Regions from separate parts of the Macaca mulatta genome. Here region 1 is linked to region 2. The links are chromatin contacts, called in public Hi-C maps. All regions are on one chromosome and are shown on one strand. Each heading gives the region's core, a stretch centred on a gene start, on an enhancer-like site or on the middle of the called end of the contact. The rest is flanking DNA. Distances are from core to core; before and after follow the strand shown. Region 1 holds the start of POLDIP3 (DNA polymerase delta interacting protein 3). Region 2 holds the start of CYB5R3 (cytochrome b5 reductase 3).

The links. Hi-C and Micro-C count contacts between places; a contact is called where the count stands out from the background.
Region 1: a Hi-C map of fetal cortex germinal zone shows a contact between it and region 2, with 2.0 times the contacts expected there. The contact joins the promoter of POLDIP3 here to the promoter of CYB5R3 in region 2. A contact is called at or near these places in 7 of 14 Hi-C or Micro-C datasets (CD4 T cells, blood, cortical neurons and 3 more).

Annotation. Positions count from the first base shown.
Region 1 is chr10:8,867,987-8,874,586 of T2T-MMU8v2.0, reverse strand. It overlaps POLDIP3 (DNA polymerase delta interacting protein 3), which reads right to left and starts at 3,929. Exons shown (of 9, transcript NM_001190901.2): 1 at 3,871-3,929. The coding sequence starts at 3,929. LOC114670714 (U12 minor spliceosomal RNA) reads left to right here and starts at 4,327; the gene lies at 4,327-4,476. It also overlaps a transcript of CYB5R3 not described here.
Region 2 is chr10:8,827,945-8,834,635 of T2T-MMU8v2.0, reverse strand. CYB5R3 (cytochrome b5 reductase 3) reads right to left here and starts at 1,347. Exons shown (of 9, transcript NM_001172169.1): 1 at 1,275-1,347. The coding sequence starts at 1,295. All of the region lies in intron 1 of LOC144331623 (a long non-coding RNA gene), which reads left to right. LOC144331618 (a long non-coding RNA gene) reads left to right here and starts at 2,044. Exons shown (of 3, transcript XR_013398928.1): 1 at 2,044-2,348.

The sequences.
Region 1 (6,600 bases), core at 2,680-5,179, 37 kb before region 2:
TGGGCTCAGGCAATCCTCCTGCCTTAGCCTCCCTCACAGCAGCAGTTACAGGCACGAGCCACCACTGCATCCAGCTATGACCCTTTTCTTGACTCAAAAGGTGTGAAGAACACAAAACAGAACGGCTGCTTTTGAGAACAAGCACATTCCACAAATGTGATCCTTGGGATCACAGGAAACAAAGTGAGCAGAGTGCTGGGGAAAGAGGTTATTTACACTTCCTCAAGCTGGATCTTTGGCTATTTCTACCAAGAGGAAAAAAACTTTCTTAAACAACAAAATTCTTCCTGGAACATCCATGTAACATTAAAACCACAGTTCCAAGTATGCAGATTTCTTCTAGGCAGTATGTAAAACAGAATATATGGCCGGGCGCACTGGCTCACACCTGTAATCCCAGCACTTTGGGAGGCTGACGGGGGTGGATCATTTGAGATCAGGAATTCAAGACCAGCGTGACCAACATGGTGAAACCTCGTCTCTACTAAAAATACAAAAAATTAACCAGGCGTGGTGGTGCATGCCTATGGTCCCAGATACTTGGGAGGCTGAGGCAGGAGAATCGCTTGAACCTGGAAGCCAGAGGTTGCAGTGAGCTGAGATCATGTCACTGCACTCCAGCCTGGGCAACAGAGCGAGGCTCCAACTCAAAAAATATAAAGACATAAAATAAAAATAAACTTACTGCAGGAAATGACATCTGTTCATTGAATTTGTTCAGATCCTTCACATTATCTTAACAGGGACCCCTGGATCTAGTTTTTCTTTGTTGGTTGTGCAAGTGAGATAAAAATGGAGTTTCCAGAAGATTTAACTCAAACCCAGCATGCACTCCAGGTTCTCCCACACTAGTCTCTCTGCCTGCACTCTTTGGCCCAATCCAATCCTCACATAATGACAAAGCAATATTCTCGTGCTAAAAATTGAATCACGTTACTCCTTAAGAAGCCTTCAATGACAATAACGAAAACTAACATCTATCAAGCACTTAAGTGCCCGTTGTCAGAAACTTTTCAATGCATTTTAGGTATATTAATTCACTCGATCCTGACAATAACCTAATAAAGTAGACATTACTCATGTTTTATAGATAAGTAAAGAGAGCAAGGCATGGTTAAGTAACTTGCAGAGGGTTCTACGGAAAGTGGGAGAAGCGGGGATTGGAACCCTGACGGTGACTCCAGAGTCCCAGTGCTCACCTATGCTCCAGGGGCACTGTGTGCTTCTATTCCTTTAAGGAAAGGTTCAAGATAATTACCAGCCTTTGCTGAACACTTGCCACATGGCACAAACTTTAAAACATACCTTCTGGCGGGCCGTGGTGGCTCATGCCTGTAATCCCAGGACTTTGGGAGGCCGAGGGGGGTGGATCACCTGAGGTGAGGAGTTCCAGACCAGCCTGGCCAACATGGTGAAACCCCATCTCTACTTAAAATACAAAAATTAGACAGGTGTGGTGTTAGGCACCTGTAATCCCAGCTACTTGGGAGGCTGAGGCAGCAGAATCGCTTAAACCCGGAAGGCAGAGGTTGCAGTGTGCCAAGGCTGTGCCACTGCACTCCAACCTGGACAATACAGTGAGACTCCATCTCAAAACAAAAACAAAAAAAACCCGGCCGGGTCCAGAGGCTCAAGCCTGTAATCCCAGCACTTTGGGAGGCCGAGACGGTCGGATCACGAGGTCAGGAGATCAGGACCATCCTGGCTAACACCGTGAAACCCCGTCTCTACTAAAAAATACAAAAAATTAGACGGGCGAGGTGGCGGGCGCCTGTAGTCCCAGTTATTGGGGAGGCTGAGGCAGGAGAATGGCGTAAACCCGGGAGGCGGAGCTTGCAGTGAGCTGAGATCCGGCCACTGCACTCCAGCCCAGGCGACAGAGCGAGACTCCGTCTCAAACAAAAAACCAAAAAAACCAAAAAAAACCTTTCTCACATTTAATTCCTTCAACCAGGAATCACCATTACAAATGAGGAAACTGCCTAGTTTAGAAGTCCCCTGGCCAGGGAAACAGAACCCAACTGTTTCACGTGCCAGGTATATCCAACTGCAAGGCCCCTGTTCCTGTGGATCCACACATACCCCTCACCCCATTCCTGCAGCCCCACCTACTGCCCAACACAAAACTCTGCACACACTAAAGCCAAAACCGTACAGATCAAATAGACTACAGTGCGGTCCACCTGTAGTCAGAAACTGGGGGAGTGACCTCAGAGAGAGAAGAACCTGGTGTCAATCATTCTGTCGTTTCCAAAGGAACCTACAAAACCTGGATGGATTTAGAAGTGGCCAGAGGAGCCAGCGCCAACTTCACATCAGACACTAGGCGGAGATGTGAGAAAGCTTTCGCAGTCAGTAGCTGAGGAAACAAATACTAATGCATGCCCGTTATGAACCAGAAGCCCGGTAAGTGCTGGCTGCGAATTACCAGGTGGTGGTGGCAGTTGTAGTTGATACAAGTGTCCAGATGGGGAAGGAGGTGAGGGATACATTTCAGACATCAAGAGAAAAACCTAGCCACAGGCACACGGGTGATATGAATAAACATCCGCTGAATGGCCGGGCCTGTGGCTCACGCCTGTAATCCCAGCACTTTAGGAGGCCGAGGCGGGTAGATCACATGAGGTCAGGAGTTCGAAACCAGCATGACCAACATAGTGAAACCTCCGTCTCTACTAAAAATACAAAAATTAGCCAGGCGTGGTGGTGCACACCTGTAGTCCCAGTTACTCGGGAGGCTGAGGCAGGAGAATCGCTGGAACCGGGGAGGCGGGGGTTGCAGTGAGCAGAGACCGCACCACTGCACTCCAGCCTGGGCGACGGAGCAACACTCCGTCTCAAAAAATAAATAAAAATAAACATCTGCTGAGAAAACATATGTCTGAGAAAACAGTATCTAACATATTTACATCCTGGCTATTTACAAAGACTTAAACTTAATGCGTGTTGGGAAACTATTGGGCAAAGTTCTCACTTCTTCATACAGGTGAACTCAGCTCACAAAGACTTGAAATGACTAATAACATTTAACGGTCATGGGGAAGTTTGGGAGACATGACTGCAAATCACCTCCATGGCTCCTCACCCAGCTCAAGCACTTTCTTCTCCCTAAGGAAATAACCAATCTCCAGCCCAGCCCACTTGTTTTTCAAGCCCATGCAGGAGGCCAACTCAGCCAGCAATTAAATCGCACTCAGCCCCGCCGCTCAGTTCTCCGTGGTCTCGGGCAAGTCACTCTACCACTCCCAGCCTCAAGTTCCCCATCAGTAAAAGTGGAGTAACATGAATTGCTAGCAGACAACAGGACCGTGAAAGATCAAACGAGGCATCGTTTATACGAACAGGCTTAGAAAACTTAAGACGCCGCACAAAGGGAGGCGAGTGTTAACAGAGGCCGCGTGGACGGGGATTTGGGCTTGCGCCTCAGCTTCGGCCGTCGGAGCAAGTCACTTCCCTGCTGCTAAACTTCGGTTGCCTCAACTATAAGATAGGTGGAGACCAAGCAGCCCCGAGATCACGGAGCGGGGCCCAAATGCCAGTCCAGACAGGCCAGGGGGCTGCACCGCCGAGACTCCCGGACCCCGGAACGCGGGGGCCCTAGGGTGCAGCCCCTCAAGTCCACGAGGCGGCACCCTGTCCAGCCGCGGCCCCGTCGGCCTCCCAGGCCCGCCGGAGGGACTGCACCTCGGCCAGTGGGCGGGCGGTCGGGGCCGCTGCGGCGACGGCGGCGGCCCGGCCAATGAGGAGCGCGGCTGCTGTTGGGGGCGGGCGCACCCGGTCCTCCGCGTCGCGCCCGGGCCGCTCCCTCCCCCGCCTCGAGCTCCACTATGCCGCGGACCCGAAACCCCGAAGAAAAGAAAGGTCTCTCACCGTCCTTTCGCCACCGCCCCGCGCTTCCTGATGAGTTCGTCCAGGGAGATGTCCGCCATCTTGCTCCGCCGAGCGAGCCGAAAGCTGCCGAGACACCCCCAGCCCGCGAGCCCGCCCCTTCGGCCGCTACAGAGCGACGAACTACTTCCGACGTCCGCCGACCAACTCTCGCGACAGCCAGCTAAACGCAAGCAAGAACCGGAAGGGGCGGGGACGCTCCCCGTGAGCCTTCGCGGAGCTGGCTGCTCATCTGCATACAGAAGGTCGGCACATTATGAATTATTTATTCTCTCCGAAGAAAAAACATTAAATGAAAAGCAACAAAATAATTTCATTAACGAGTAAGACAAACTTCAATGGAAGTGGATCATTACCTCAACGGTCAACTATGATACTCATCATACGCCAAATGAGAATATGATTCATTACCTAGGAAATAAGCGTTACTGTTTCTTTATGCCTTAAACTTATGAGTAAGGAAAATAACGATTCGGGGTGACGCCCGAATCCTCACTGCTAATGTGAGACGAATTTTTGAGCGGGTAAAGGTCGCCCCTAAGGTGACCCGCCTACTTTGCGGGATGCCTGGGAGTTGCGATCTGCCCGATTCCTTTACATCTGAAAAGTAGACTGGGCGCGGGGTGGCGCAATTTCTGTTTGTTTCCGGTGCACAGTGGGTGCGTTCTCATGCCTGTTTTCTTCTCCTGCCAACGCCGCCAGTTCCTAGGGAGTCTAGTCACCGGCTGAGGACGCTCTGCACTTCGTCGCTGTCTCCAACTGCGCATTGAGTCAGTCCAAGGTTGCCCACAATATTGACGTTGTGACCCACGAAACTGGCAATTTCCATACATGCGGACTTAACCCAGTTCTCCCAAACTTCCCTGTATAACCGCTTCTCTGTGCTTCAGAAAGATATGTCCGTCCCCGGCCTCACACAGCAGCTCAGTTAATGACAGCGTGTCTTCACTTTGCTACCTTATAATGTAGTGCTCTTGGGGGTGAGAGCCGGACGACTGCCTGTCTCGCGTCCCGGTGGCGGCGTGACCGGTGGCGGCGTGACCGTCACGAGCAAAGCACTTCATCTCTCTGCCTCTGTCTTCCTAATATGTATTATGGAGCAAATAATTTATAGGGCGTTGGGAGAGTTAAAGAGACTAATTCATTTAAGTGTTAAATACAGGGAATGACTTTTGCATTGATACAACCCCAGCCTCCAGCATGCGCCAGGCATGAGGTAGGTGTTCGGCACATATTTGTCCAATCACTCTAAAAATACACTCCATGCCCTTAGAACAGATGGGGTTAAGTCCTCTTGGCCATCAGGCATCAGGAGCTCCGTACAGAAACTGGGTAAGAGGCCAGTGACGGTGGCTCACGCCTGTAATCCCAGCACTTTGGGAGGCCGAAGCGGGTGGATCACCTGAGGTCAGGAGGTTGAGACCAGCCTGGCCAACACGGAGAAACTCCGTCTCTACTGAAATTAAAAAAAAAAAAAAAAAAAAAAAATTAAAAAAAAAAAAGCCAGGTGTGGTGGCACGGCCTGAAATCCCACCTACTCAGGAGACTAAGGCAGAAGAATCACTGGAACTCGGGAGGCGGAGGTTGCAGTGAGCCGACATCGCGCCATTGCACTCCAGCCTGGGCAACACAGCAAGACTCCATTACAAAAAAAAAAAAAAAAAAAGAAAGAAAGAAAGAGGGTAAGAGCGATCGTACAATCCTTCTGCCTCAGCCTCCCGAGTAGTTGGGACTACAGGCTCACCCCACCACTCCGGGCTCCTTCCCAGGCCTCTTCCTCACCCATAAAACGGGACCATTAAGCCTTTCCTCCCTTCCAGGCGTGCCAGGAGGAACGCGCGACGGGAGGACAGGCTGGCCAGTGGGGTCAGCTGGGCAGTGTAGAGCAGATGCGGAGGACAATTTTATTTTTGTTTTTATTTTTGAGATGGAGTCCCGCTCTGTCGCCCAGGCTAGAGTGCAGTGGCATGATCTCAGCTCACTGCAGCCTCCGCCTCCCGGGTTCAAGCGATTCTTCTATCTCAGCCTCCCGAGGAGCTGGGATTACAGGCGCGTGCCACCACGCCTGGCTAATTTTTGTATTTTTAGTGCAGACAGGGGTTTCACCATGTTGACCAGGCTGGTCTCAAACTCCTGACCTCAGGCGATCTGCCCGCCTCGGCCTCCCAAAGTGCTAAGATAACAGGCGTGAGCCACCGCGCCCGGCCGACTTTTTTTTTTTTTTAAGTCAGCACAACTGATCATAAACATGTAATCTAAGTCTGGGATGGCCCCTCCCCCGGGGCATTTCAGAGCTTTGTTTGGACTTTTGGTCCCAAAGACAGGGATGGCGGGCACGTGGGGGTGGGGACTGGTGGGGCTCTGGCCCTCCCAACGTCCCGGGGCATCCCCAGAGTGAAGCCCCTTGCGGATCTCCCAGCCAGGGCCCCACTCCCTGTCTTTTGTGGACTCGCAGGACTTTTTGCTCAGTGAGAACAAACGGAGTTTCTAGCAGAGCAGCTGCGCCGCAGCGGAAGGAATTCGGGTCCCGCCCGGGAAGCCGCGCCCCAGTCGGTAGAGCCTGGCAGCGTCTGCGGCCGCGACTCCGGGGATTCTGCTCCTGCCCCATGTATCCCCGGGACCGGCTCAGCGTTTGCGTGCAGAAATAGTCTGTTTCACCAGAGTCTTTTTTTTTTTTTTTTTTTTTTTGAGACAGTGTCTCACTCTGTTGCC
Region 2 (6,691 bases), core at 98-2,597:
AGCTTTGGAGACACAGGCAGGACATTTCAACAATAAAGGAGGCAGGTGCTTTCTGGGGAAGAATGGGGAGAGTGTTGCATGAAGGCTGGGGTGATGCCCACAGGTTCACCCTGGGGTCTGAATACCCCCAAGTTCTGGGTTAAGCCACATTTTCCTGAGCAACCGCCCAAGCCAAGAGGCCTTTTGCCTGGTTCCCCAAGGAGGAGCCTCTAGCGCCAGAGGGAGGGCCCAGGTGCCCTCCAAGTGGCAGATGCCAGGTGTGGAGGTGGAGGTGGAGGGGTGCTGGGCTGATTCCTTCTGTGTCTGCCTCCCCACACACAGCGGGTCACAGTTGAGGGGGGAGCTGCCCTCTGCAGCTGCAGCCTCCACGTGTCCACACAGACTCAAGCCTCCAGCCCCATCATGATCAACTTTTGAGAAACTGGAGAGAGGAAGTCGCCTGGGGGGAAGGGAAGGTGGTTCTAGGCCAGCCCAGAAGTGACAGCAGCAGAGTGGACTTTGAAACCCCATGGAGCAGGCTCCCTCGGGCGGCGGCGCTGTGGGACGGTGGCCAAGACTAGCATGCATTTCCCCATCTGTGAAATGGGGCAAACGGCACTGATACCATAAAGTGTGAGGTCCCCAGCACAGCTTGCAGAGTCAGTGGGAGCCTGGCCTCGCTGGCAGCCTGGCCCACTGCGCACTGGAAGGACGCCCCAGCGTCATCGGGGTTCTGTTCCTTGTTGCTAAAACGTGCAAAACCCTCTGACTCAGTGACATCGCGCACACACACGTTGTCACAGTCACATCGCCCATTCATATACTCCCGACACACACACATCACACGTTTCCATGCCCGCCCTTCACACCCACCGTCACACTCACACACTCTCAAGCCACAGTCATTCGCACGCTCGCTCACACACTCACACTCAGACGCACACACACTCACAACCACGGGTCCCTCCAGCAGCCAAGGCCCCACGGCGGCCAGGGCAGGGCTCGGGTGCTCCCCGTTGCTGGGCTCTGCCGCGCACCCCGGGCAGGAGGGCTGGTTCCCCGCTACAGACGACCAGGGCGTGAGTCGCGGTCACCACGTTGCTCCCCCGGGCAGGGCTAGGGTGCGGTGGGGTGGGGCGCGGCGGGCTGGGCGGGCGGAGTGGGTGCGGCCGGTTGAGATGGGGCCGGGTTCGGCCCGGGTCCCGCGCCCCCTCCCGCAGGCCAGCCCGCCCCCTCGCCAATGGGTCCCTGTCCCTCGCGACGCCCTGCGGCCCCGGCGACCCCTCCCCGCCTACCGTGCTCAGCTGGGCCCCCATGGTGGCCCTGCGCTGCGCTCCCTCTGCAGCTGCTGCCGAGACCGTCGCGCCCCAGCCCGCGTCACCCCGGAGCAGGGGCGGGGCCGAGGGGCCAGGCGGGCGCGCGGGGCGGGCGCGGGGGCGGGTACCGGGTCGCTCCGCCCGCTTCTGCCGCGCACTGGAGACGGGGAAGTGGGGATGCGCCCCTCTGCGCTCGGAGCTCTCCCGCCGCTGTGCGGCCCCACGCGGGACGGTGGCCTCTCTGGGCCTCGTTCGCCGCCATAAAGGAAGCAAGATGGCGCCCCCCGAACGGGAGCGAGAATAAGAAGCGGAATCTTCGCCAGGCCTCCGAGCCTGCAGGGGCCGGCCCTGCCTGGCCTGGCCTGGGCCTGGGCCTGGGCCTGTGCCTGCAGCTGCTCAGCGCAGCCTTTCCCCAGGCCTTTGAACTTGCAATTCCCTGGGCAGCACTGTTCCCAGCTGCCTCTGACCGGGCCGTTCTGATTGCTCACGTCCCAGGTCAAATGCTGCGGTCTCAGCACGGCCCGCCCAGAGCCTCCTCCCCGGCGGCGCCTCCGCTCCCCACCCTATTGTCCCACTGTGGAGTGGTCTTTGTCCCACGTAGCTGAAGGCCTCCTGCGTGTTTCCCCCACTCCCACCCTATCTCAGTGGACTGTGGGCTCCCGGAGGGCAAGGCCCTGTCTGGTTTGAAGTCCCCTACATCCCCGGAGCCTAGCACAGAGCCTACCACATAGTAGGTGCTCAATAAATGCTTATTTTTCTTTCTTTTTTTTTTTTTTAAAGCAGGGTCTTACTCTTGCCCAGGCTGGAATGCAGGAGCCTGATTACAGCTCACTTTAGCCTCAACCTCCCAGGCTCAAGCGTTCCTCCTGCCTCAGCCTCCTGAGTAGCTGGGCACGTGCCACCACGTCCAGCTAATTTTTTTTTTTTTTTTTTTTGAGATGGAGTTTCACTCTTGTTGCCCAGGCTGGAATGCAATGACGCGATCTCGGCTTGCCGCACACTCCTTCTCCAGGGTTCAACAGATTCTCCTGCCTCAGCCTCCCGAAATTACAGGCATGTGCTACCACGCCCGGCTAACTGGCTAATTTTTTTTTTTTTTTTTTTTTTTTTGAGACGGAGTCTTGCTCTGTTGCCCAGGCTGGAATGCATTGGCACTATCTCGGCTCACTGCAAGCTCCGCCTCCTGGGTTCACACCATTCTCCTGCCTCAGCCTCCCGAGTAGCTGGGACTACAGGCGCCCACCACCACGCCCGGCTAATTTTTTGTATTCTTAGTAGAGACAGGGTTTCACCATGTTAGCCAGGATGGTCTCGATCTCCTGACCTCGTGATCTGTCCTCCTCGTCCTTCCAAAGTGCTGGGATTACAGGCGTGAGCCACCGCGCCCGGCCTAATTTTGTATTTTTAGTAGAGACGGGGTTTCAACATGTTGGTCAGGCTAGTCTCGAACTTCCGACCTCAGGTGATCCGCCTGCCTCGGCCTCCCAAAGTGCTGGGATTACAGGCGTGAGCCATCGCGCCCGGCCATTTTTGTATTTTTTTGTAGAGATGGGTTTCACTATGTTTCCTAGGCTGGTCTGGAACTCCTGGGTTCAAGCCATCCTTCCACCTTGGCCTCCCAAAGTGCTGGGATTACAGGCGTGAGCCACGATGAGCAGCCTAAATACTTGTTGAATGGGTGAATTCAACGGACAGTGGGCACCTTCTTCGTGTAGGCTCATGCTGGGCCCTAGAGGTCATTCTCTGGCCTTGCTCTCCTAGTAGGGTCTTGGACCCAGATATGAGCTCCTGGTGCTCTGAGGGGGTGGGGTGGGCCGTGTGTTCAGGCATTGTGGCACAGACCAGGCAGAGAAAGGGAGAAGCGCCTTGCTGGCAGGGCCTGGAGGTGGAGACAGGTGAACAGAGGCCTGATGTGCAAGGTTAGAGAGGCCGAGCCGGCGGCATAGTGGTGCGATGTGACGTTGTGGAGGCAATGTGGAGCCCCAGGTGGAAAGAACTGGAATGTCAAGGAGAATGGGGAGCCCTGCAGGATCTAGGCAGGTGAGGGAGTGACTTACTGGGTTTATTTGTTTACCTAGAGATGAGATCTCGCTCTGTTGCCCAGGCTGGAGTGTAGTGATGCAATCACAGCTCACTGCAGCTCAAGCCATCCTCCCACCACAGCCTCCCAGAGCACTGGAATTACAGGCATAAGCCACCATGTCCGCCCGCCTACCCACCCACCTGACCTACTGGTTTTTTTTCTGTTTGTTTGTTTTGTGGTTTTTTTTTTGAGACGGAGTCTTGCTCTGTTGCCAGGCTAGAGTGCAGTGGTGCAATCACGGCTCACTGCAACCTCCGCCTCCTGGGTTCAAGCAATTTTCCTGCCTTGGCTTCCCAAGTACCTGGGACTACAGGTGTGCACCACCATGCCCAGCTGATTAGTATTATTATTTTATTATTATTATATATTTTTTTGAGACGGAGTTTCGCTCTTGTTGCCCAGGCTGGAGTGCAATGGTGTGATCTCAGCTCACTGCAGCCTCTGCCTCCCAGGTTCAAGCGATTCTCCTGCCTCAGCCTCCTGAGTAGCTGGGATTACAAGCATGTGCCACCACACCCAAATACAATTTTATTGTTGTATAAAATACAATAATTTATACAACAATAAAATTATTGTATTTTTAGTAGAAACAGGGTTTCTCCATGTTGGTCAGGCTGTTCTAGAACTCCTAACCTCAGGTGATCCGCCCACCTCGGCACCACGCCCAGCACGCCCAACTAATTTTTGTGTTTTTAGTAGAGACGGAGTTTCACCATGTTGGCCAGGATGGTCTCGATTTCTTGACCTCATGATCCACCTGCCTCTGCTTCCCAAAGTGCTAGGATTATAAGCGTGAGCCACCGTGCCCAGCTGACCTACTGGTTTTAAAGAGGGAACTCTGGGGGCAGTGCGGAGGGAGGGACCTACTACCGTAGAATACAAGAGTGAATCTTGGCCTGGGATCAGTCAAGCATTATTTCAATTTTATTTTATTTATTTTTGTATAACTTTGTGGAAAGTATCCTGCATTCATGACGGATCTTTCTGGGTTTTGCCACGTATTTTCATGTTAAAGTTAAATTATTTTTTGCATGCAAGTAATCTGAATAGTTTTACCCCCATGGGAACACTGATTGTAGAAAGATGACACTACATGGGTTAGGTGTCTTTTTTTAATTGAAAAACTAACCAAAAAAGGAAAAGAAAAACACACACACAGGCCAGGCGCGGTGGCTCACGCCTGTAATCCCAGCACTTTGGGAGGCCGAGGTGAATGGATCATCTGAGGTCAGGAGTTGGAGACTCAAAAAAAAAAAAAAAAAAAAAAAAACAGAAAAGAAAGAAAAGCAAGGCTAATACATTGTCCAGTTGCATATTTCTCTCTCAAAAAAAAAAAACTGGGTAGTAACTGAGTCTCTAGGCAATATATTCAAAGCTAACAGGATTAAAAGTAACATAAAATTTTAAAATCATCAGATGCAGTTAAGGGAGCCCTGCTACATACAGGCAAGTCAATACTAGTGCTGCTCCTGGACTCCAGGAAGGTGGAACACATCTTAACAACTCCTCTGAAGGCCGGGCGCCGTGGCTCACGCCTGTAATCCCCCAGCACTTTGGGAGGCTGAGGCGGGCAGATCACAAGGTCAGGAGTCTGAGACCAGCCTGGCCAACATGGCCAACGTGGTGAAACCCCATCTCTACTAAAAATACAAAAATTAGCCAGGTGTGGTGGCGGGCGCCTGTAGTCCCAGATACTGGGGAGGCTAAGGCAGGAGAATCGCTTGAACCCGGGAGGCAGATGTTGCAGTGAGCCGAGATCTCACCACTGCACTCCAGTCTGGGCGACAGAGCAAGACTTTGTTTCAAAAACTAAAAAAGATAACTCCACTCAGAATAATTTACTTCAAGTAGCCTTTTTTTCTTTTTCTTTTTCTTTTTTTTTTTTTTTTGAGATGGAGTTTTGCTCTGTTGCCCGGGCTGGAGTGCGGTGGCATCATCACAGCTCACTGCAGCCTCCATCTCCCAGGGCTCAGATGATTCCCTACCTCAGCCTCCCAAGTAGCTGGAACTACAGGCATGCATTACCATGCACCACCACGCCCAGCTAGTTTTGTTTTATTTTTGTTTTGTTTTTTTTTTTGTAGAGATGGGGTTTTGCCATGTTGCCCAAGCTGGTCTCGAACTCCTGGGAGCAAGTGATCCTCCTGCCTCAGCCTCCCAAAGTGCTGGGATTACAGGTGTGAGCCACCACATCTGGCTTCCTTGTGAAACGTGGAGGTGACTAAGTTGGCTTTCTCCTTTTAATCATCCCTCACAAGTTGTAAAGAACTTTGAGGTCAGGAGTTCAAGACCAGCCTGGGCAACATGGTGAAACCCCATCTCTACTAAAAATACAAAAATTATCTGGGCATGGGCATGGTGGTGCACGCCTGTAATCCCAGCTACTTGGGAAGCTGAGGCAGAATTGCTTAACCGGGACCCAGGAGGCAGAGGTTGCAGTAAGCCAAAATCGCGCCACTGCACTCCAGCCTCAGCTACAGAGCAAGACTCCGCCTCAAAAAACAAAAAAAAGAAAAAAAAAAAGAAAGCAAACTGTTTGAGGCATGCATCACTCATTACCTATGGTTCTCTCAGGCAACTAATAAATGACACCCACAAGTCAGTTGTGCAGAACAAAAGAGCTCTGACTGGGCAGAGTAGCTCATGCCTGTAATCCCAACACTTTGGGAGGTTGAGGCAGGGGGATCACTTGAGCCCAGTAGCTCCAGACGAGCCCTGACAACATAGTAAGACTTCATCTGTTTAAAAAAAAAAAAAAAAAAAAAAGCTGGGTGCAGTGGCCCACGCCTGTAATCCCAGCACTTTGGGAGGCTTAGGAGGGTGGATCACCTGCTAAAAATACAAAAATTGGCTGGGCACAGTGGCTCATGCCTGTAATTCCAGCACTTTGGAAGGCCAAGGCAGATAGATCACGAGGTCAGGAGTTCAAGACCAGCCTGGCCAACATGGTGAAACCCTGTCTCTACTAAAAATATAAAAATTAGGCCGGGCGCAGTGGCTCAAGCCTGTAATCCCAGCAATTTGGGAGGCTGAGACGGGTGGATCACGAGGTCAGGAGATCGAGACCATCCTGGCTAACATGGTGAAACCCCGTCTCTACTAAAAAATACAAAAAACTAGCCGGGCGAGGTGGCGGGCACCTGTAGTCCCAGCTACTCGGGAGGCTGAGGCAGGAGAATGGTGTGAACCTGGGAGGCGGAGCTTGCAGTGAGCTGAGATCCGGCCACTGCACTCCAGCCTGGGCGACAGAGCCAGACTCCGTCTCAAAAAAAAAAAAATTACCCAGTCCTGGTGGCACATGCCTGTAATCCCA